Regions from separate parts of the Mus musculus genome. Here regions 2, 3 and 4 are each linked to region 1. A link is a contact called in public HiChIP or PLAC-seq data. All regions are on one chromosome and are shown on one strand. The core of a region is the stretch at or near the end of the contact, and the rest is flanking DNA. Distances in the headings are between cores, read along the strand shown. Region 1 has its middle 49 kb from the start of Gm52008. Region 2 has its middle 83 kb from the start of Gm33236. Region 3 has its middle 150 kb from the start of Gm33236. Region 4 has its middle 170 kb from the start of Gm33236.

The links. HiChIP or PLAC-seq counts read pairs in DNA pulled down with a chosen protein or histone mark.
Region 2: an H3K27ac HiChIP or PLAC-seq map of T-cell acute lymphoblastic leukemia shows a contact between it and region 1, with 2.9 times the contacts expected there. The contact joins two enhancer-like sites. A contact is called at or near these places in 1 of 484 Hi-C or Micro-C datasets (DN3 thymocytes) and 2 of 115 datasets of contacts at active chromatin or transcription factors (T-cell acute lymphoblastic leukemia and acute myeloid leukemia).
Region 3: an H3K4me3 HiChIP or PLAC-seq map of the SCID.adh cell line shows a contact between it and region 1, with 9 read pairs. The contact joins two enhancer-like sites. A contact is called at or near these places in 3 of 115 datasets of contacts at active chromatin or transcription factors (CD8 T cells, the SCID.adh cell line and acute myeloid leukemia).
Region 4: a contact with region 1 is called in an H3K27ac HiChIP or PLAC-seq map of T-cell acute lymphoblastic leukemia, with 2.9 times the contacts expected there. The contact joins two enhancer-like sites. A contact is called at or near these places in 2 of 115 datasets of contacts at active chromatin or transcription factors (the SCID.adh cell line and T-cell acute lymphoblastic leukemia).

Annotation. Positions count from the first base shown.
Region 1 is chr12:107,157,343-107,162,625 of GRCm38.p6, reverse strand. No RefSeq gene overlaps it. Among named protein-coding and RNA genes, the nearest start is that of Gm52008, 49 kb to the right of the region's middle. Within about 2 kb of position 2,260, at least 50 of the 459 cell types and tissues checked have an H3K27ac peak or open chromatin away from gene starts, as enhancers often do. A contact at or near this core is called in DN3 thymocytes, the SCID.adh cell line and T-cell acute lymphoblastic leukemia, where this site is marked.
Region 2 is chr12:107,564,413-107,569,695 of GRCm38.p6, reverse strand. No RefSeq gene overlaps it. Among named protein-coding and RNA genes, the nearest start is that of Gm33236, 83 kb to the left of the region's middle. Within about 2 kb of position 3,080, at least 16 of the 459 cell types and tissues checked have an H3K27ac peak or open chromatin away from gene starts, as enhancers often do. A contact at or near this core is called in DN3 thymocytes and T-cell acute lymphoblastic leukemia, where this site is marked.
Region 3 is chr12:107,494,185-107,499,467 of GRCm38.p6, reverse strand. No RefSeq gene overlaps it. Among named protein-coding and RNA genes, the nearest start is that of Gm33236, 150 kb to the left of the region's middle. Within about 2 kb of position 3,242, at least 15 of the 459 cell types and tissues checked have an H3K27ac peak or open chromatin away from gene starts, as enhancers often do. A contact at or near this core is called in the SCID.adh cell line, where this site is marked.
Region 4 is chr12:107,476,240-107,481,522 of GRCm38.p6, reverse strand. No RefSeq gene overlaps it. Among named protein-coding and RNA genes, the nearest start is that of Gm33236, 170 kb to the left of the region's middle. Within about 2 kb of position 1,967, at least 3 of the 459 cell types and tissues checked have an H3K27ac peak or open chromatin away from gene starts, as enhancers often do. A contact at or near this core is called in the SCID.adh cell line and T-cell acute lymphoblastic leukemia, where this site is marked.

The DNA of each region.
Region 1 (5,283 bases), core at 1,011-3,510:
TGGTTCATCACCTCCCCAGTCAAGCAAGGTGACTGTCTAGAATCCAAACTCCCCCAGGGAAGCGAAGCAACATGTCACGGAGAAGGCCACTCTTAACAACAGCCTGTCCTTGGTGTTGTGTCATGGTGGCCCCTCTTGGGAACTGAAAGCTCTTTATGAGAGCTAACAATGCCTGAAAAGTGGGCATCACAAAGGCTAATCCTACCAGCACACTGTTACAAACAGAAATTTTTGTTACAATTCTTGGGGGGGGGGGAGAAACATGCGCTTTTAAACACTTCTTGTGTTGGAGGATCCTTTGTACACTCATCCTGAGCAGAAACTTTGACAAAGGAACATATGGAAAGAGAGACAGACAGACAGAGACAGAGACAGAGACAGAGACAGAGACAGAGACAGAGAGAGACAGAGACAGAGAGAGACAGAGAGAGAAATAGATTACTCGGATTGTCCTGATTTTAGGGAAAGTGCTTGGTAAAGATAAAAAGATGTCTTTACCAGATGTATCAGTAGAGAAAAATGTTGAAATTCTGATCAAAGAAAGAAATGCAGTTACCAAGCACAAATGAGTAAAAGACTCAAGGGCCAGGACATGCTGATTCCTCGTCCCCATCAAAACTGGTTTACATTTTGTTACTGTTTCACCTGTATGGGTGACTCGCTTGCCTGTATGTGTGTGCACCATACATGGCGGGTGCCTAAGGAAACCAGAAGAGGACTTTGGATGCCCTGGAAGTAGTGTTACTGATGGTTGTGAGCCACCATGCAGGTGCTGGGAATTGGATGAACCCTGGTCCTCAAGAAGAGCAGTCAATGCTTAGCTGCCGATCTATCTCTCCAGCTCTCTGCAAAATTGTTTCAGGAATTGACACTGGTTTGTCCTGAGTCAGAAGAGCCTTTTGTGCCTCTAGGTGTGAGCCCAAATGAAGAGAACCAGGAGTGGCTGAGACTCTTATCACTTGCTGATGCTTGGCAATCTGTTTGTTTGATCAGTTACAATGCATGCAGCGTGAGATCCAAGTCCATCCACCATCTCCAATTCACGAGGGATAGGCGTCACTGGCTGTCTTTGGGATTCTGTCCTGTGTATTTGGCTTAGCCAGTGTGTGGTCCCTGGCGTGGATGTCTACAGAAGGAATGGGGGCTAGGGGAAGACAGCAAGCAGAGTGGGCCTGTCCTGTTAACCGCACGTCTGCCCCAAATCTAATTGAGTCACTCAGTTAAACTGCTCAAATGCACACAGATTAATAACAAGCCCAAAGGCCAGCTATTCCTTACTGCTTCCTATATAAGCACTGCTATATAAAATACAAGTTACCTGGTGACTGTGTGTTCCAGAGGGGCAATACATTTTTAAGTACGCTACAATGTCCCAAACATGATGTGAGATAACTAAGAAAAAAACACAAGCTCTTGGTTTTCTGACATTCTGGTGGAACAAGGCATCTCACATATTTTGTTTGCAATCTTACCAAGAATGCAAATGAGAATTGCAGGCCATTACCCTGCTGAGAAATTGTTCCCGGGAGACAAAAATCTTAATGAGAGGACATTTCACACCCACAGCCTTGCATTCTCTTCCTCCCTCACTGGCCCCTGACCTCTCTTTCTGGTTCCCTGGGCAGCCACTTCTGCGGGCTTGCTACCCATGAAGGTATACACTGAGCAAGCCCCTTCCCTGCTCATTGACACTGTGCCCTAAACAACCATCCGTCATTAGAATATCACGTATATCCATTCCTGACTATAGGTAAGGCCAGGGCTGATTGCAGGGCCAAGCAGGATGTATGTAGGTTATATGCAAATGTGTCATTTTGTATGAGGGACCCGAGGACTTCCTGGAATCAGTCCTTATGGGTACTGAGAAAATACTGAGAAGCCATTGGTCAGAACTGAGTTGCTATCCACCTATTCCTCCTCCAGAAATCTAATTCCTGGAAGAACAATCCATTGACTCTGGCCGGGCGAGTGTTCTGACAGATGTCCTGTTTTGATGAAGGCATAGCTGCATTTTGGAGGAGCTGTGGGCAACCTCGGGAGCTGTACGGTGTATGCAAACATCTCAAGGGCTGTGCCCTGTGATGTATAAGGAGACCCCTCTAGAAGCGCTGTCTAGATTCACTTGCCTTTGGTCCCTTTTTTGTCTCACTTCTCACAGGGGCTGATCCCCCTCCAGAGCCGGCTCATGCTCCTCTCTCTGATACCAGCCGAGGAGGCGTGGGCCCTATCAATCTTGTCACCTGTGTGAAGCCTGGGTGGCCTCCTCCCCCTTCCCTCCCTAAGCCTTGGGTCTGTGACCGCAGGGGTGAGCTGCTGGCCTCGGAGTGCCACTTTCTCAGCGGGGGCACTTCCTCCCCTGCAAGCTGCTTTGGCAAATTGTTTATCTCTCACAAGGATAGTAAGAGAGATCCTATCAGTGAAACTCTATCTGTCTGGGCACAGATGTCTGCCTCCCTGGCAGGCTCCTGTTCACCCTGCTGTGGCCTACCATTCTCAGGTCTTTGCCCTCCTCCCCCAAACTTCCCCCCTCAAAATCTGCAGTCAGGGAGGGGAAACAGTGGGGGCAGAGTGTGAAGCTGCCTCTGGGAGCTGAGGAAGTGCCAGGGAAGACAACCATCAGGTCTTATAGCAACTGTTATCAAGGGTCATGTTAGGAAGGGAACGGGATGCAGACACCAGGACCCAGATGGCAGTCTGGATAGCAGCTTTTTTTTTTTTTTTTGCAGGATGCAGAGGCAAAGGGTGGTGGATTTCTGTAGATGACTGTTTTAAAACAGCGAGAGCAGGAGGGCTCTGTGCTGCTCTCTGGAACTTTCTGCAGCTAAGGTAATTTATATTTGGACTATGTCATTCACTAGCCCACAGGCACCGTGGGTATAGTGACCTCTCGAGATACAAAAAAAAAAAAAAAAAAGGAAGGCTGGAACTGTGAAGTGTCTTTAGTTTATCTAGTTGAGATGTGACTGAGCGAGCCAATTAGCAGTTTCAGATGTTGGTGGATGACCATGGGACTCGCCTCTGACACACTTGCTGACCACTGCTAGGATGAAAGCCTTTGTCGCCTGGCCTGTCGCAAGACGTCTGAATCCCTGTTGGCTCTGTTTTACTCTCTCAGTGACTTGGGCTGAACTTGCTGAGGCCAAACATAAGGTGCAATGCCTGACGGGATGGGGCTGGGTGGAGTCTGTGTGCTCATTTCTCCTAGGTGAGACCCTGGCCCATGTGCCAGGCTCCAAAGAGATTTGAGAATCCCCAGTGCTGTTGGGTGGCTATAGCTGTTTTATAACTATAAGTACAGAGGTGTCACAGTTCCGTGGTGGGGACACTTTGATGTCTGAAGAATCCACTTTGCAATATCAAAGTCATCTGACATGTCATCGGGTGCGAAGAGTAAAAGGGTCTGAGTTTGAAGCGTCAGGCACCATGCCCAGGGTACCAATAAATGCCTTTCTCTACCTTTCCCCTTGGACCATAACCACTGGTTTGGGAGGAATAGCATCCTTAGATGCGGGATGGAGGGCTATTTTGTCTGTTTCAGGTTGCCATAGTGTTTGATGAAAGTGCATTGTTTCTAAGCCCTTGTCAAACGCTGTGGCATTTCTAGACTTAAGCAACTCAGTTCCACTGGTTTCTTTACATGTAGCAAGCGAAGTTTCCATCTTTTAAGGAAAAAGAGGCTTTTAAAACCATATTTAAAAGACCTTAAAAGGTTTCCTAGACATCAAAAAGCCCTAAAAATAATATTTTGACGATCTGGTTGTTAGCAGATCAAGAACATGTGGATATAATTTTAATCAGTCTGCAGGATTCTTTCAATCCCAGGATGAGATGGAGGCCTGAGCCCAATACGCTTGAGGTTTTACTGAACTCTGAGCATTTGAGAAATGCTTTGTGACATAGGACAGAGCTCGGAGGAAGCAGAGCACAGCCTGGCCGCTCCTTTGTTAATGTGGAAGGAAACTTGAATCAGGAGGGGACTCTTAGCTCTTCCCAGTTCTTGTTTGGAATAGTTTGCTTGATGCTAAGGCCCTAGGAACCCTTCCTTGCTGGGAGGTGATTGCTGATGCCAAAGTGGAGCTTTGCAGGTGACTTGGTCACTTTGGTTCCACAGAGAAGACACAGCAATCTGACAGCTGCCCCCATCCACAGGTGCCAAGAATAACTACCCCAGGTTGGGCTAAGGGACCCACTCAGGAGGATTCAAGTGACCAGAGATGCTTCATATACTAAAATCAGGAAACACAGAGAGGCACACCACACATATAAGAATGTGTACACACAAACACACACAAACAAGAATGCATCAGCACTAAACCACCCTCTCGTTTCCATATGCTTTAAGCTGTCTTTTCATTCTTACAGGGAATTCAAGTTAGCAAGGCTAAGTGTGAAGGAGAGGTCTCTCTTCTCCTCGCCTCGCCTCTCCTCTTCTTTTCTTTCCTTTTCTTTTCTTCTTCCTTCTCCCCCTCCCCCCTCCTCCTCTTCTTTCTTCTTCTTCTTCTTCTTCTTCTTCTTCTTCTTCTTCTTCTTCCTCTTCCTCTTCCTCTTCAGCTTCCTCTCCTCCTCCTCCTCCTCCTCCTCCTCCTCCTCTGCTTCCTTCTTCATCTTCTCCTTCATTTTTCTGTGTACCACTGGCTGCCCTGGAACTTGCTGTATAGACCAGGCTAGCCTCAAACTCACAGAGATCCCCCCTCCCCCATCTCTGCCTCCTACATGCTAAAGTAAAGGAATGCACCACCACCACTGCTTGGCTAAACTTACTTTTATTTTGAATTTAAATTATTTATTGATACTTAAAAACAGTTCCCAACATGTACAAATTAAGGAAGGTTTAACCTGTGTCAAATATTTGCTTCTTTGAATATTTTTAATTTTTAGAAATGCATTAAAATTAGTTCCTTAGCTTTTGCACATATGTGCATGCATGTGTACGTGTGCTTGCATATGTGTATGTATGTGTGTTGATGGAGGGGCTTAATTCAGTACAGCCTTTAACTTGTTATGTGGTGAAGGCTGTCCTTGAACCCTTGAACCTCTTGTCTCTACACCCAGTGTTCTGAGATCTCAGGCCTGGCTTATGCTCTTTAAATTTTACGGTATGTGGCCTGTGTCAGTGTTTAAAGGCACTGACTGCTCTTCCAGAGAAACTAAGTTCTGAGCACCCACGTGGCACTTCACAGCTGTCTGCAACTCCCGTTCTAGGAGATTCCATGCCATCTTCTGGCTTTCCTGTGCACCAGGCATACAGTCTGGCATACATGCAGGCAAACACACACACAGAAT
Region 2 (5,283 bases), core at 1,831-4,330, 410 kb before region 1:
GTTAATTGGTCTATTTTGCTGATACTCATTGTTAGTCTTTTCCTGTGCCTAATTTATGCATTCAGCTTTATCTTGGGTTGGTTTGGATAAGGAGAGCAGTGTGCAGAGGGTTTGAATCTATCTGCGATCACTCTGTACTCTGGGGTTCTTGGAACATGCCTTCCTTAGGTAAGGAGAGACAGGTGCATTTCATGAGCTCCACAAATGAGTCTTAAGCATCATGAAGCTGGAGCATTATGGTCATGATCAAGTGGTCTGAGGAACAGAAGTGGGATGTTGCGGATGGCCCATTCGGGAAGGGTGAGGTAATGAAGGGTTTGGCATGGAACCTAGGATACCCTAGTTCACTCAACCTTCACCAACCTTACTGTGTGGTTGGACACCCAGATCTCACATGGTCACTTCACAAGTATGAATTTACCTCAAAGAATACTCTCCCACTGTCAGCGTGAGTAGCCCTGTCTATCCAACCCCAAGGGCTCTGCCACATAGATTAGTCTGCTTGGTAAAGTCTTCTGACATAAGCCTAAGCCTCCCTGACAGTAAAAACCTTCTTATCCAAAGTGACAGGGATGAAGGAGGCAGGTGGAGAAGCCGAGGCATTCTTTTTTGAACTCTAACTAGCTTGAAAGGTTCTCTTTACCTTCGATAATTTTCCCACTGTCCTCCTGAACAGCTGCTTAGATCCTGGTGGAGCATGGGAGGCAGAGACTGTCAAATCAGACACCATTAGTGATGATATGACTTGAGAGATACTTCCAACTTTCTGTACACAGCAGGTAGCATGTTCACCCGAGGGTAGTTGACATAGTGGAAAGTTCTAGAAACAGAGTCCTGTTGATGCAAACCTCATTTCCCAGCTTCTTTCTTGAGTGACTTTGCTCCAGGACCCCTAAAGGGCAGCTCCCTTCAGGCACCTTACTGTCACCCTTTAACCAGATGGGGACATCTGGTTTGGTAAAGTACTCTAAGATAATTCATCTCATTCTGGTCTTTGTAGAAGTTGGGAAGGACATGTAGCTTCATTTTTCCAGGGGAAGAAACTCGAGTACTTGGTGTTTTCATTAACTCTCTCTGTACACAATCAGTGTGGCTCTTCTCTTATCTGCTGACTGCAAGTAGCAGCCCTAGAGACATGGGTAGCATTCCAGGGGTCAGAGACTCATCTCAGATTTGCTAACACCCCCTTCCTCCCACCACAGTGCCATTATCACCCCTGTCTTACAGACAAGGGAACTGAATGGAGTATAGACATTTTCCAAGGGCTCTGCTGGGAAGTGGCCAGGACACAGCAGAGCGGGACATGTCTTTGTCTGTCTCTCCCACATTGTCTTATAGTATTGCTTTCTATCGTCCAGGAACAAGAATGATGGCTCTGCTCACCCACGGGATCTGGAAGAACTACAAAGCAGTGGAAAACACTAGGCATTGCCCCTTGTGATACCACATGCTCTGTTGGCATCATACCTCCTCTGGACATTTCCTTTCACAAGGGTGGTCCACAGCCAGCATGCAAACATCTGCTGTGTCCCTGCATGTGTGGCCTGGCTGAGTCCTCCTGTCTTCTCTTGCTTTGCCACATACTATCCAGTCCCAGCTATCTTCTAGTTCCTACTGGCGGTCAGTTAGCTGCCCGCTCCTACCACTGGGCTCTGGGAAGAAAGGTCTTTGAGGACAGAGGCTTAGAAAATGATCAGCTTCATTTGAGACATTGGCAAACTCCCTTAGATACCCCACCCGGCAGCCGCTGGATCTCCCTGCCCAGTCCTGCATCTTGAAGAATCTGTAACATTGACTCCAGTGTTCCTTTCCTTACCTGCTCAGACCTTTAGCTGTTCTTCTCTGATTTGGTAGCCTTTTAGGGACTCCCTACCTCTCTTCTGGTCAGAAGAATTAGTGTCTAAATCCATCTCACAGCTGGTTTTTAAACCCTCAGGCTGATGCTATTTCTCCATATTTAAGTTGAGAAAAATCAACCAAGGTTTAAATAAAGGAAAACAGAAAAGGCCACGAAGCCTAAATTCATTGCTCAATGAGCCTAACTTTCTGAATCCCACCTCAGACCTTGCTCACATCCATCTTCCCACCAAGCCTTCAGCTCTCCCTCCCTCCTCTTAGCACTGGCCCTACATCACATCTTTAGCATACATATGTGGAAAGTCCCACAGAGGTGGCCAGGGAAGACACACATTCAGATCCTACCTTCATTGCTCATGAATTAGGTGACTCTCTGCTCCCCTAATTCACAGTTTCCTCGTCTGTGCAATCCAGTAATAGTGCCAACTCACAGGGTTCGACCTATCATTTGAACCGCACCCACCAGCAGAACTGATGGGGAGAGACGGGATCACATGTCAAACTGCCTTTGTTCATAGGTCTCCATCCTCAACTGAGATCCTGCTCTGAAGGCTGTCATCTGCCGAGACAGGGTCCTTTTCAACTTCCATTCTTGGAACTCTCCCTGTCATCCCACCTCATGTGGCTTTCCTGTGTCCCTTGTTGAGATCTCTTGTCCTTGAGCCTCATTTTCAGGACTCTTTCCCAGCATTCTCACTACTGTGCAGATGGAGGTCCAGAGGGGTCAGCTGGAGGCTCACTGGACCTTGTGAGTACAGAACACTTGCTCTCCCTGCCTAAGAAGACATTTGTCATTTTCATCCACGCTCGGCTCTTAAGCCACCTCACTCTCTTCCTTCCCCACACTTCAACACAAAACAGGGCCTGCTGTACAGTAAAAATATTTTGTCTGTCTCTGTCCTAAAAAAATAAGAAACTCTTCTAAAAATACACAGAGACATCTCACATGCACACATGGTGGGGCTGGAGCTTGCTTTCCAGGTGACAGAGACACCCCAAGCGTGTGCCCCTCCTAAAGAGGGGCGCTGACAACTCCTGGCCCAGCCTTCCAGACAAGAAGACAGATAAGTGACAGAGGTATTTGCTACTGAGCAAACGTTCATTCTCTTTGTGGCCCATTCCAGACACTGCTGAACATCATTCACTCAGAGAGGCTGGAGAGGGTCCTGTGACGTTAGGGACTGGCAGGATGTGGCCAGGCTTCCTTCCTTAGTGTTTTAAGATTTGCACCAAGAAAGGTGAAGTTTTGAAATTCTCCCTCTTGTAAATCCAGAGTGTCTCACCAGCTAGCTCTGTGGCTTCCTTTTCTCTCCACAGGTATCACGTCCTGTGGAACCAAAGAGTGAGCAGCTAGAGGGACCCAGCTCTAGATGCCATCAGCCTCTGGTCTCTGGCAAACCTTGGGTTGTCTCTTGGCCTGTCTCTATACTTCCCAAATCGAGATGCTCTAATTACATGACCTGTAAGATGTTTTCCTAGCTTGAAAGTGCTGGGAACTGTCACCTGGAATTGTAATGTGTAAGATATTTGGGTCTCAGAGGCAAAGTTTCTTTTATAGCTTATTGCTATTATTTCCCAGGGTGACATTAATGGCTGTATTGAAGCAGACTCCAGCACTAGGTGGATGCTGTGACCACAGAAAATGGAAATACACACTTACTGAATGGCCAAATGTTTCTATCCTACTGCAGTTGATATTGTTTCTAGTTTACAGAATGGATGAGGAACTGAGTGAAGTTAGAATTAGTATTCCAACTCACATCAATCACCGAAACCCATTTCTTAGAAGTCTTTTTAAAATATGAAGAGAAGACTGAGCACTTAAGGGCACTTGCTGCTCTTCCAGGGTCCCCAGGTTTAGTTGCCGCCACCCAAGCCCAGCAGCTTGCAAACACTTGCAACTCCAGATTCAGGAGTCTAGACTCTGTGGGTAACCACCTACATGTGACACACCTACACACACACACACACACACACACACACACACACACACACACACACATGCACGCACACACACACAAACCAAAAACAAATCTTTAAAGGGAGGCTTATTAAACGCTCTCTAGTAGACCCTCCACTAAGTGGTATTTCCAAGAATTCTGAAGTGTGAAAAATGATTTTATTTATGGTCCTCTATGAAGCAAGAGAAGCCCATTTTGGGTTGCAATTCCATTAATATAGTTGGTCAAAGGACGTTTTTGGCTATTACGGGCAGAGGGTTCTCCTTGTGTGCTGTCTGGGATTAGTAAGGACCCATTTAGCATGATTTGGTCTTTTGAGAAAAATTGTGATTCCTTAATGAGGGCCCCATGCGCTCCTTCTTGCACGTCCTTAGTTAGTCTATTAAAGAGGCTTTGATGATGAGTGTTTTGTAAATATGAGGCTTAAAAAAGTAAGGTCAGTGTCTTACAGCAGGCCTCTTCTTAGCCTGCTGTGCACAGATGCGTGTTTGGAGCCCTGAGAGGATGCTGCATCGGCAACATCTCCAAGGTTATTTTATCCCAGAGCCCCTCTATCACGGAGCTCCTTCCAGCGCTAATGTCCACAGCAATCTGTGTTTCCCCTAGTTAATCTCCTTTCCTCTCGTTGACTGAATCTGTGAGGTTTTCCTATAATGTAAAAGAAGATGAGCCGACTATCCCTCCTATTTTAGACACGGCAGCTTCTAGAACATCTGTCTCATTTACAGCATGTAGAGAGAGGTGGATGGGGTCCCCTCCACCATACACAAAACAATGAGAGCTACTTCCATTCGTTATGGTCGATAGGCTATTCTGGTTTGGCCTGCCTACACAGACCTGTAATTCCAGCTATTTTGAGGGGCAGAAAAGAAAGGATCACAAATTCAAGGCAGTGTGGGCAAACTGATGACACTCCATCTCAAGATAAAAAGTGTCCAAAAAAAGGTTGGGTCAGGCTGGGAATACAGCTCGGTGGTAGCCTGGCATACTTAAGGACCTGGGTTCAATTTCAGGTACTGAGCAAAAAGATTCCTGAATAGCTCTGTCTACTGCTTCTCTGAATATGTGTGTGGCAATAGGGAAGCAATATTCAGGTCTACTAACATGAAACCTGCAAGCATGTGACGATGGCAGCTTCAGACATCATCAGTGGAAGCAGATCCTAGAAAGAAGGGTACTTGTGATCCCAGGGATGGAGTCACTGCTGCTGGACCTCAGGAGGTTCATCTAAGAGTCTTGGGGTAAGGATATATAGATGCTATAAATCTACAGTGATTTGAGGGATCCTCCCTGGTCACCTGCAATTCCTAGTCCATATTTCTCCACATCTGCCTCTTCAGTGCTGGGCCTTGAGGGGTGCTGTCTGTACATTCCAGCGTTCAGGGCCTCAACAAGGCTAGGAACTACTTTGAGGTAAATCCTCTTTGTGAGGAGGAAATTGAACTGAAAATCATGGTAGACCCAC
Region 3 (5,283 bases), core at 1,993-4,492, 340 kb before region 1:
TGAGCTGTCAATGAAGTGGTGAGGCTAGTAAATTTTAGGGCGCATGCGTGCGCATGCGTGTGTCTGTAAGTGAGCATTCAGATGCATGAGCATCTATGTGGAGGTCGGAGGTCAATGTCTGATATCTTCTCAAACACTTTCCCCTATTTTTTAAGCCAGTCTCTTTCACTGAACACTAATCTCATCAGTTCAGCTAGGGTGCTGGCTATTGAGCTCTGGAGACCTCGCCCCCCCCCTCCACTTCTGTCTTCAGCTCTTCAGCACTGGGATTGGAGATGCACGCCATGTCGTGTCCAGTTTTTTGTTTGTTTGTTTGTTTGTTGTTTTGTTTTGTTATTGCGTTGCTGTGAATCTGAACTCAGGGGTCCTTGTGCTTGTAAGACAAGCCCTTTGCCAACCAAGCCCCTCCCTCAGCCCAGGGGAGCCCCTCCCCCAGCCCAGGGGAACCCCTGTCCCAGTCCAGGGTTATGTATACTTTAACACAGTAAACCAAGCAGGCAAATGTTCATCTGTTCCCTGGACTGGTGTCTCTATGAAATGTGACTTTCCAGCTCCTTGCATATCAACCTGCTGAGTTTGAGTCAGCTTGGGACTTGCAATACTTCAGGGACCGTGGAAAAGCAGACTCTGCTGGGGCCAAGTGCCTGCTGGATTTCTGCCTTGCGTGTCTCCAAGTTCTCTTTTGTAAATAGCTCAAGCAGGCCTTCTGCACAAGAGCAGTAGATGCTCCATACACCCTCTTGGCCCATTCCCACAGCTAAGGCACCCCATGTACATGTGAGGGCTCTTCTGGCTGGACCAGTACCATCTAATCCAAGCTGTCACATGGACACTACAGTAAGGACAAACCCGGGGAAGGTATTTGAGCCCCGACCTGCTTGGCCCAGCTCCCATTGCTATTATGAGAACAAATAAATTGTTATTTTAAGCTAAATCTAGGTTTTTTTTGGGGGGAGTGGGTACTTGCTGTATTACAATAGGCAAAGGACACCCCGCATCCCTTATATGTCTGTGTCTTGGAGCTCCATGTCCATTCTTATACTCTGGAGTCAGGTGAACATCACACAGAATGAGAGCTGGTATTCCTCACCCTGTCTCCAAGCACGTTCACTGCCTTCAGTCAGTACCACTTCCTTGACGTCCAAGCAGGTCTCCCTGTCTTCATTTCTGTACCTACTTACCACCACCCTCCCCATCCCCACTCAGGCTCACATTGACAACCCAGCTGCATGCTTCCTGCTGCTTTTGAGCCTCAGGGAGCAATGCACTCCTAACGACTGATGCAGGAGAGAGCATGTGTAGATGGACCTTTGGCTAATGACCTGACTCTTGCTGACACCCGCCACGGACGTCATACCTAGCATCCTATTAAATGCTCAGTAGTCAAAATCAAGCATGATATCATCTCTTTTGACAGACCAAGGGGGCCAAGTACAGTAAAATTGGTACCAGGTTGCCTATCCACAGTAAGGGTTGGAGAGCAAACAGCTGAATTGCTAGCTACCAAGTCCTGTGGTCACATAGTTGGGCTAGTAGATGAAGGGTAAGATTCATGCTACATGTGAACAGTTGAGGTATTGAAAGAAGATTGGATTGCTCCTGTGAGTTCAGGAAAGGGTGAATGAGTGAATAGATGAATGGATGGCTGGATGATAGATGAAGAATGAGTGGAAGCATGGATTCATAGATGATAGATGGGAGAATAAGTGGATGGATAATAGATGAATAGTTGGATAGATTACTGGATGGATGCAGGATGAGTAGAGATGCATGGATGACTGGACAAACTGGTGGATGATTGGATGGCAAATGGATAGATGGATGAATGGATGAATGGCAAATGGATAGATGAACGGATAGATGAATGGATGGCAGTTGGTTAGATGGATGAATGGATGGATGGATGGCAGATGGATAGATAGAATGCATAGCCACTGACTAAAGGAATGCTGAATGTTTGGATGCACAAGTGAATGAACCAGTAGGTAGATACCGCACTTGGACCTGCAGGGAGATTTTCCTACTGGGCAGCCTCTGGCAGTTCTAGTTGCCAGTCCCCTGCACCCCACCCCCCAGCTCTTGGTGCCACTCCACTGCAGGCTGCTTACAGGCTCCAGCTGCTATAAATCCAATTTCCCAGAATAGCTCTGAGAACACACTGCCGTGGAGAAACACCGGGTGGCTGAGTCCACTCCAGGTAGACAAGGGGCTCTTCAGAGCCTCATTATAATCAGCAGACAGATCTCAGCACTGGCTGTTGTCTCTCTTACACCTCCTGACTTTCAACAGGCCCTTGGCTTCCTTCCTCCCTGGGTCTTAGCTCAGCAGGAGGCTTAGTCTAAGCCTGCACCTCTACCTCTGCGGTGTGTGATAAGATCTCCTGCCCCAGCCTGCCACATGCCATACTCTGTGACTTCCCAGTTCTGAGCTGGCCTCCGCACATTTACTGTAGAGCTCAGGTGTGGCCATTCAAAGTCCTCTGCCAGCTGACTGTCTTGAACTCTTTAAGCATCCTCCTCTTTCTCTCCCACCCAATCACTCGCCAGCCACTCATTGTTCTTCTCTTGGACTCATTGACACCCACTTTCCCTTTGGGGTCTCCCAAGTCTATTCTGGACAGCCCATTTAGGCTCATCGCTCATTGCCAATGCCACTGGGTTCTGAACATGACCTTTCACCCTCTCTCACACAGCCATTTATTACCATGCTCCGCCTTCCATACTAAGCGGGGAGCTCCTTACAGGCATATTTATATTTGTATTCTAGTTCATTGATTGCTGTTGAATATGTACATTGCAAGCTACAATTACCGATCATTTTGTGACAATTACTGTCTATGTTTTTCTGGTGGAACAATGAGATTGGAACTGTTCAGCATGGTCTCTGAGGTTTTGCTTCAGCTAAACCCTCATTCATGTCTCCCCTCTGTCACTAGCTATAGGAACACCAAGTCATGGCCTAGCCCGAGGTTGGCTGCCAAGTAAGCTGCAAACTGTGTGGGATCGAGGTGGATGGCTGAACCCTCCCTCTGGCTCCCTTGTCCCCTCCCTCAAAAGTTGAAATAACGATACTACATGGATCTGTGCAAAAGTTTGCAGTAAATAAATGAAGCAGCTAGCATGTACAGCTGTCACATTTTCATTTTTTTTTGTAGTGCTGAAGATGGAATCTAAGACCCCATGCATGCTGAATTGAGTCATGCCACTAAGCCTTAGAATTGTCTTGCTGTGAAGAAGACAAACCAGTTTGAATATGTTGACGTATTCTAAGAACCCTGTCTTGATTGTGGTCCCGAATGGTCACCTCACTGACACACACCCAGTCGTTAATCTCAATGTATCAGTTTCCTTTGCATCACTGTGACAAAATATCAGAGACAGCAGCTTAAGGAAGGCAGGAACAAAGGGTTTATGTGAGCTCACAGTTTGAGGGTACAACTGTCAGGCTGGGAACGTCCAAGCAGCTGGTCCTACTGAACTAGCTATCAGGGAAACAGACAAACGCTCTGCCTCTCCTCCCCTGCTCCCCTCCCTCTTCCCTCCTCCCTCCCTCCTTCTTTTCAGTCCAGGACCCAAGCCCATGAAAAGATGCCGCCCACATGTAGGGTGGACCTTCCCATCTCAATGACCCAATCTAGAAACTCTTTCATAATCACATTCACAGCTCTGTCTCCTGGCTGGTTCTAGATCTTATCACATTGACCACATTAATCTTTACCCTGACAACCATGACTACAGATGTGGGAGTGGAATCTCAGAGCTTTAAGTAACCCGTCCTAGGTTAAGCACTGTCCTTGGGTGTCACATAAAGGTGAACTGTAAGGAGGTTTGGGCCAAATGCCATTCCCACATTGTAGATACATTTCCTTCAGACTGAAGGGTCCTTGGTGAGGACCTCGAGGTTCCAGGGTTAACGTCCAGTGCGAGGGGTTGGTTCACTCCGGTTCTGTCCCACAGCTTTGGGAACCACCCTGGCACATTCATTTTAGCCTGGCATAGCATAGATTTCAGTGATGGCTTGTGGTGCTGGGATGGACTTCTCTGTCCATGTAGCTATTTTTTCAAGTTGTTCACAGTCTCCTGGAAGGTGACATTCTCTTGTGATACTTTTAAGGTCCTTAGACCCTGAGGCTTTTTGCAGGAAGGAACTAGAGAAGTGACATTCACACAATCACCAGCTCATTTATTCATGCCACAAAAAAAAATGCAGTGAGACCTTGGAGGCAGGGATGAAGCAACTGTGTGTGTGTGTGGGGGGGGGGGGACAGTCCCCAGGCCCCCAAGCCCCGAGGCTTGCAGGAGGGGGCAAAGTAAAAGGAAACTCCCTAGAGACAACCAAATGGGGTGGCCTGGTTACATTCACAAATGTTTCCAAACAAACTTCAGCTCCTGAATTAGGCAACAGTGTTCCAATCCTGAAGAAACTTCACTCACCCACTCATTCATTCATTCACCCACTCACCCATCCACTCACTCACCCACTCACTCACCCACTTACACACTCACTCACCCACTTACACACTCACTCACCTACCCACTCACTCACTCATCCACCCACTCACTCACTCACACACTCACTCGTTTATACACTCACCCACCCACTCAACCACCCACTCACTCATTCACCCACTCACCCACCCACTCACCCACCCATTCACTCACCCACTTACACACTAACTCACACACTCACATATTCACTCACCCACTCACCCACTCATTCACCCACCCACCCACTCACTCACAGACTCATCCACTCACTCACTAACCCTAACCCTAACTCTAACCCTAACCCTAACCCACACACTCACTCACCCACTTACACACTCACCTACCCACCCACTCACTCACTCACCCACCCACTCACTCACTCATACACTCACACACTCACTCGTTTACACACTCACCCACCCACTCACTCATTCACCCACTCACCCACCCACTCACTCACCCACTTACACACCCACTCACACACTTACACACTCACTCACACACTCACTCACACACTTACACACTCACTCACACACTCATTCACCCACCTACCCACTCACTCACACACTCATCCACTCACTCACTAACCCTAATCCTAACCCTAACCCTAATCCTAACTCACACATTCACTCACCCACCCATTCATTCACTCACCCACTCACTCACCCATCCACTCATTACCTTGTGTACTTACCCTGTGCAGAGGCTTGTGTTGGGCACTTAAGGGGAGGACCCTACGAACCCACCTGGGAGCACTGTCATCTCTGTAGTGCTGTGTGACAAGTGTTTGGCAGCA
Region 4 (5,283 bases), core at 718-3,217, 320 kb before region 1:
AAAGAGAGAAATATGCAGAACGAAGCCCCCCTTTATATCTTCCCTTTTCTACATCTTTCCCTACCCCTGTAATTCTGTACACTTCCACAGAAACCAACACATGAAACTTTGCTATCTAAACTGCCATATATTTAGCATAAATATTTAGTGCAAATAAATCAAAATCTAGTTATCCACGTTTCGATTGCATGGCTACGTACCTGCATTTTAATATTATATACAGTGAATGCATGAATGATAATTATCAATGCAGGCATGGGAGTGCCTTTGTCAATATCTACGTGGATGACAGAGTATTACATGTATTTTATATTTGCCTTGAAACCATTTTTTCTCACATGTGCATATTCTTGTTGTGTTGCTCTCTTCACTTAAAGTATAGCAGTGGGTGACCGTGGCTCATGATGGTGACAAAAGGTTCCATAAGTTAAGAGGAGTTATTTATTGATTGGTAAGTGTTAAGGGTTGGCTATTCCCTGGAGGCTGGGAAGCTGGGCATGCCAGGAAACTATCTGCTGTGCAGGCATGAAGTCCTGAGTTCAGATCCCACCACCTATGTAAAAGCTGGCTGTGGCATCATGGACCTCTAACACCCATGTTAAGAGCACAGACACAGACTCCTGGGGGCTTGCTGACCTGCCAACCGTGACATTGACTTCTGGCTTCCACAGATGTAAGACACAGGTGCACGTACTCCATTGCACAAATTCACACCCACACATTACACACACACACAGATAAAATGAAACGTTATGTAAAGAACTCTTCTCCTACTTTCTAATTTTGATATTTGACAAATGTTAATAACATTATCATATATAAAAATTATAATACACACACATACATATATGATAATTATATTGCTTATGTGTGTGTTTAAGCCAGAGGTTGACATTGGGTGTCTTCCTCTATAGATCGATCTCAATTATTATTATTGTTGTTGTTGTTGTTATGTTATATATATGATATGTATGAGTGTTCTACATGATATGTATGTCTGTGCACCGCTTGCATGTCTAGACTATGCAGAGGCAAGGAAAGAGCAGTGGATCTCTTAGAACTGGACCTAAAGAGGGTTGTGAGCAGTGGCCCGAATGCTGGGAACTGAAGCCAGGTCCTCTGCAAGAATCCGCAAGAATAACAAGAGTTCATAGCCGCACACCAATTGTCTGGCTGAGCAGTGAACTCCTAGAAAGAACAGGAGCTGTAGACACTGTGTCTACTTCAGCAGTGACTTGGCTGTGTGGCTGTGTGGCTGTGACTTCTGGGGACCCGAGTTCACTGTCCTGCTTTTGCAGTGACCACTTCGTTCACTGAGTACCCCGCCCCTACTGCACCCCACCCCCAGTCTCCACATGAATATTTTGTGCCATATTATCACGAAGCACACCATGCATCATTACATATGCATTTTCCCAATGTTAAAAAAAAAACTATTTCTAGGTTAAAAAAATGCATCCTTTCAAACTTATGAAAAATCCAAATGACCTTTTATTCTAATAAATTTCAAAAGTACCTCCTTCCCAGCCCTTTGCAGATTATATTTTTAAAAAGCGACTTACCTATCCAGGGGTGAAAACTGTATGCCAACATTTAAATTTCCATTCGCTTGCTGTCAGAAGCCTGTGTCCTTTTATGGATTTATTGATAGTTTATGTTCATTCTTCTTGGGCCCACAGTTTCCAGATTATTGTTTTCTCTTACTTATTTCTACCTTAGCTCTCGAAAACTTCCCATAATTTCCTCATCACCTTAGTTAAAGGATCGAATGAGAAAGAACTGTTATTTCTTTGCCTTTGTCTAGTTGTCCCTCAAAGACAGGACAGGCTTGTCCCCAGATTCCTCCCCTCAGGCCCCTGTGGCCCCTCCCTTCACCAGGCAGGGTGCCAGGCTTTGCTCTCTGTGGTTCGGGGCTCTCCCTTATCCTATTGCTGGAGGATTTTGTGTGTTCCAGGTCTGGGGAGGCAAGCCTGCCAGGTGGCAGACACCCTCCCTAAACAGGTCTTTGATTTCCGTGCCTGGGCCCACTGAGGCAATTAAGCTGGATTTGTCTGATGGGGCAGGGGATCAAAGGTTTGATGTTTTGATAACTGAAGAAGAAAAAGGCTAAACCTGAGAAGGGGAGAGAGAATTTCCCCCGGGACTGGAGCTCCAGGCCACTCAGTGGTAGGACTCTGAGCCAGAGACAAAACAAACCCCTCCTATACAGGACACTCAGCAAGGTTTGCAGGTACCATGAGGTTGACAGCCCAGTAGCCGGGGAGCCTTGCTGTGCCCAACCAGTGGGAATGGTTTGCTAGGGTCACAAGCTACACTCTGGAGCACACATGCTGTAGCAGGAACCTGGCTGCACTGTTGGGGCTGTCCCTCATTGGGGGTGTGGGTTTCTCTGCACACATGTGTATAGGATATAGGGAATGTGGGGCCCAGAGGTGGTAGATGCCCGACTTTCCAGTCACTTATCCATCTTTGTTTGGAACTAGACACACAGACATGGCAGAGACAGGAGAACTGGCCATGAAAGATATGGTAACAGATCTTGCAGACACAGAGCTGGGTCTGGCTTCTGTATCTTTTGCTTGCTGAGCGCTGTGTAACTAACACTGCAAAAGCGCATGCCCTGTGCCGTGTAGCATTTGTGTGTTTGTCATTCACAGAGAGATTACCTGAAGGCCCTGTATTTGTGTTGATTTTGTCATGTACAAATGTAGTGGCTGGTGCTGCTGGTAGTGTTCTATTCAGAACTTTCTATCTTAGCTTGTCTGTGCTATTGTAACAAAATACCAAGTGCTGGGTCACTCATAAGAACAGAAATTCAGGACTGTTAATTTAGTTCAGTCGGAAGGAACCTGTCCTAGTATGTGTCAGGTCTGCTCCCAGCATAAATAATAAATTAATAAAAGGAAAACGGAAACAGAGTTAGTCCTCATACTTAGAAAGACTGAGCCTACTGCACGCAGGGTCCTGGCAGCGCAGGGTTCTATGGCTGTATCCATGATGGCGTTTGATTGCCACTTCCTCTGACGGATATGAGCTCTGTGTGCTCACCTAGTGAGAGGAGGAGGACGAAAGCCAAGGCTGCTTGAAGCTTCTCACATGAGGGTCTTACCTCTGTGCACTGAGGGAGCAGCCTCCAGCACCGCGTCTGTGCTTCAGGGCCACACCCCAGACTTTCCCACTGACCCTGACACTTCAGCACAGAAACTCTGGGAAGACACGGGCTTGGCACAGTGGCGGGGGACCTCTCAGAGAGACAGAGTAAGCTGTGATTTTCTCTGTTCTCATTCCTGACTCCTGAGCACACAGATCTCCAGCCTGAACAGTCCTGCCTTCAGGCTGCACACTCAGCTCACAGACTGCATGCAGCTTCTGATACAGGCATGGTGTGTACCTTCTCTTCTGTGTTACTACTTCAAGGTCCCTTGAAGCATCCATTCCTGAACTTTGACCTTGTGCTGGGATGGACACACACACACAGAGACACACACAGAGACACACAGAGAGACACACATACACACACAGAGACACATAGGGACATACAAATAGACACAAACACATACAGCAACATACAGACACACACACGGACATAAACACACAAATGTACATAGACACAGACACACACCCAGACATACAGACACATAGACACAGACACCCCCCCCCCACACAGGCATAGACACACACACAGACACCCACACAGACACCCACTCAGACACACACATACACACAGACATACACACACACACACACACACACACACACACACACAGACATACACACACACACACACACACACACACACACACACACACAGACAGACACACACACCCCTCTGAGCAACCATCACCATTGTAACTGCAAGGTCACCACTTTCCACATCATCTGGTTCCCACTGGGAGACTCATTCACTCAGGGCCATGTCTGCTCCATTCATTACCATATTCCTGAAGTTGTTAACAAGGACTCCATAGGAAGCCCAACCAAAACTGCCAAAGCCAGAGTGCACTCCGTCATAACTTACTGGAATTATATTTTGTGGAAAAAAGTTGTGTGTTGTTCTTCCCAAGTAGAGAATCAAGATATAATTTAATTTTCTAGCTGGCACCCGGGCAGAACAAGGACAGCCATCCCTAGCTTCCTGGCACGTCTCTGCCATGCTTCTCTGGCAACTGTGGTACGTATAGCATCTTGCCCCTATTGCCAGGCCCTAGGACAGTGCCCATTACTTCTTTGCAACGAATGTCCTCAGTACCATTGTCTGTGTGTCCTCAGACTCTCTGATGTGTAGTTTCTGGTTCTGCCTAGAAGCCCACAGTGCTTTCTGATGGTGGTGCTAGTCTACTGCGGCAAAGCTGTACCCTCAGACACACAGAACAATGTGAGGCTTGGAGACTGCAAGCCAAGGCCACAAGGAACACTCCTGCCCCTGTTCCTGTTTGGCTCTGAACTCCCAGGACAAAGCAAACATTGTGTGGAGGTCAAGTCAGTGTTCATGAAAGACTCTGCCTTGTGCAATGGGAAAGAAACACTGGTGGTGGCAGGGGGTGGGGGTGGGTTGGGGGGCGTACATGTCCGGGATAGAGCCACTGCCATTCGGGGCTGAGGATATAAGGAAGGCAGCCACGGAGAGCTAGAGACTGAGAAACTACAGTTCAAAGGGGTGGCGGGCAGACGCGAGCCAGAGAGGAATGAGATGGAGAATAATGGATGCTGGGCAGAGAAAATAAAAGTGACAGATGCCCCCTGAATAGGAGAGGAGAGAGCACACTTGGGCTGTAAGAGAAACACCAGCCCGAGGGCAGGGTAGCCCTGGGAGCCTCTCACAGCCACTGAGAAATCTTGACTTGTGCAAACGTCTCAGTTGCTGCAGTGGATCTGATGTGTGGGCAAATGACCTAAATCTGGGCCCACAGCTTAGGAGGAAGGGCCTGCTGGATCTCCTCTTGGCTTTCAGATAGTGGGTAGAAATGGGGGTAGAACCTGAGAAACCAGGAGGAAGCTGGGTCTGTTTGAAGTCTGCTGGGCTGGCAGGTCTTTGTGCTAATTAGAGGTTAACTAATGACATAGCAGAGAGGCGCCTGTGCCCGGCAGGATGCCTGAACAGAGGCTGGGCATCACATCAGCTCCAGCTCGGCAGGTGCCTGACTCCAACCCCAGGGCTGAAACTTCATCCTGCCTTGACCATGAGAAACTGGATTGCACAAGCTTAGCCTCCAAGTGATGATGGGGAGGAACGCTGCCATTTTCCCCTGACTCTCAATGTCCAAAGTTGGCAGCAGGTACACA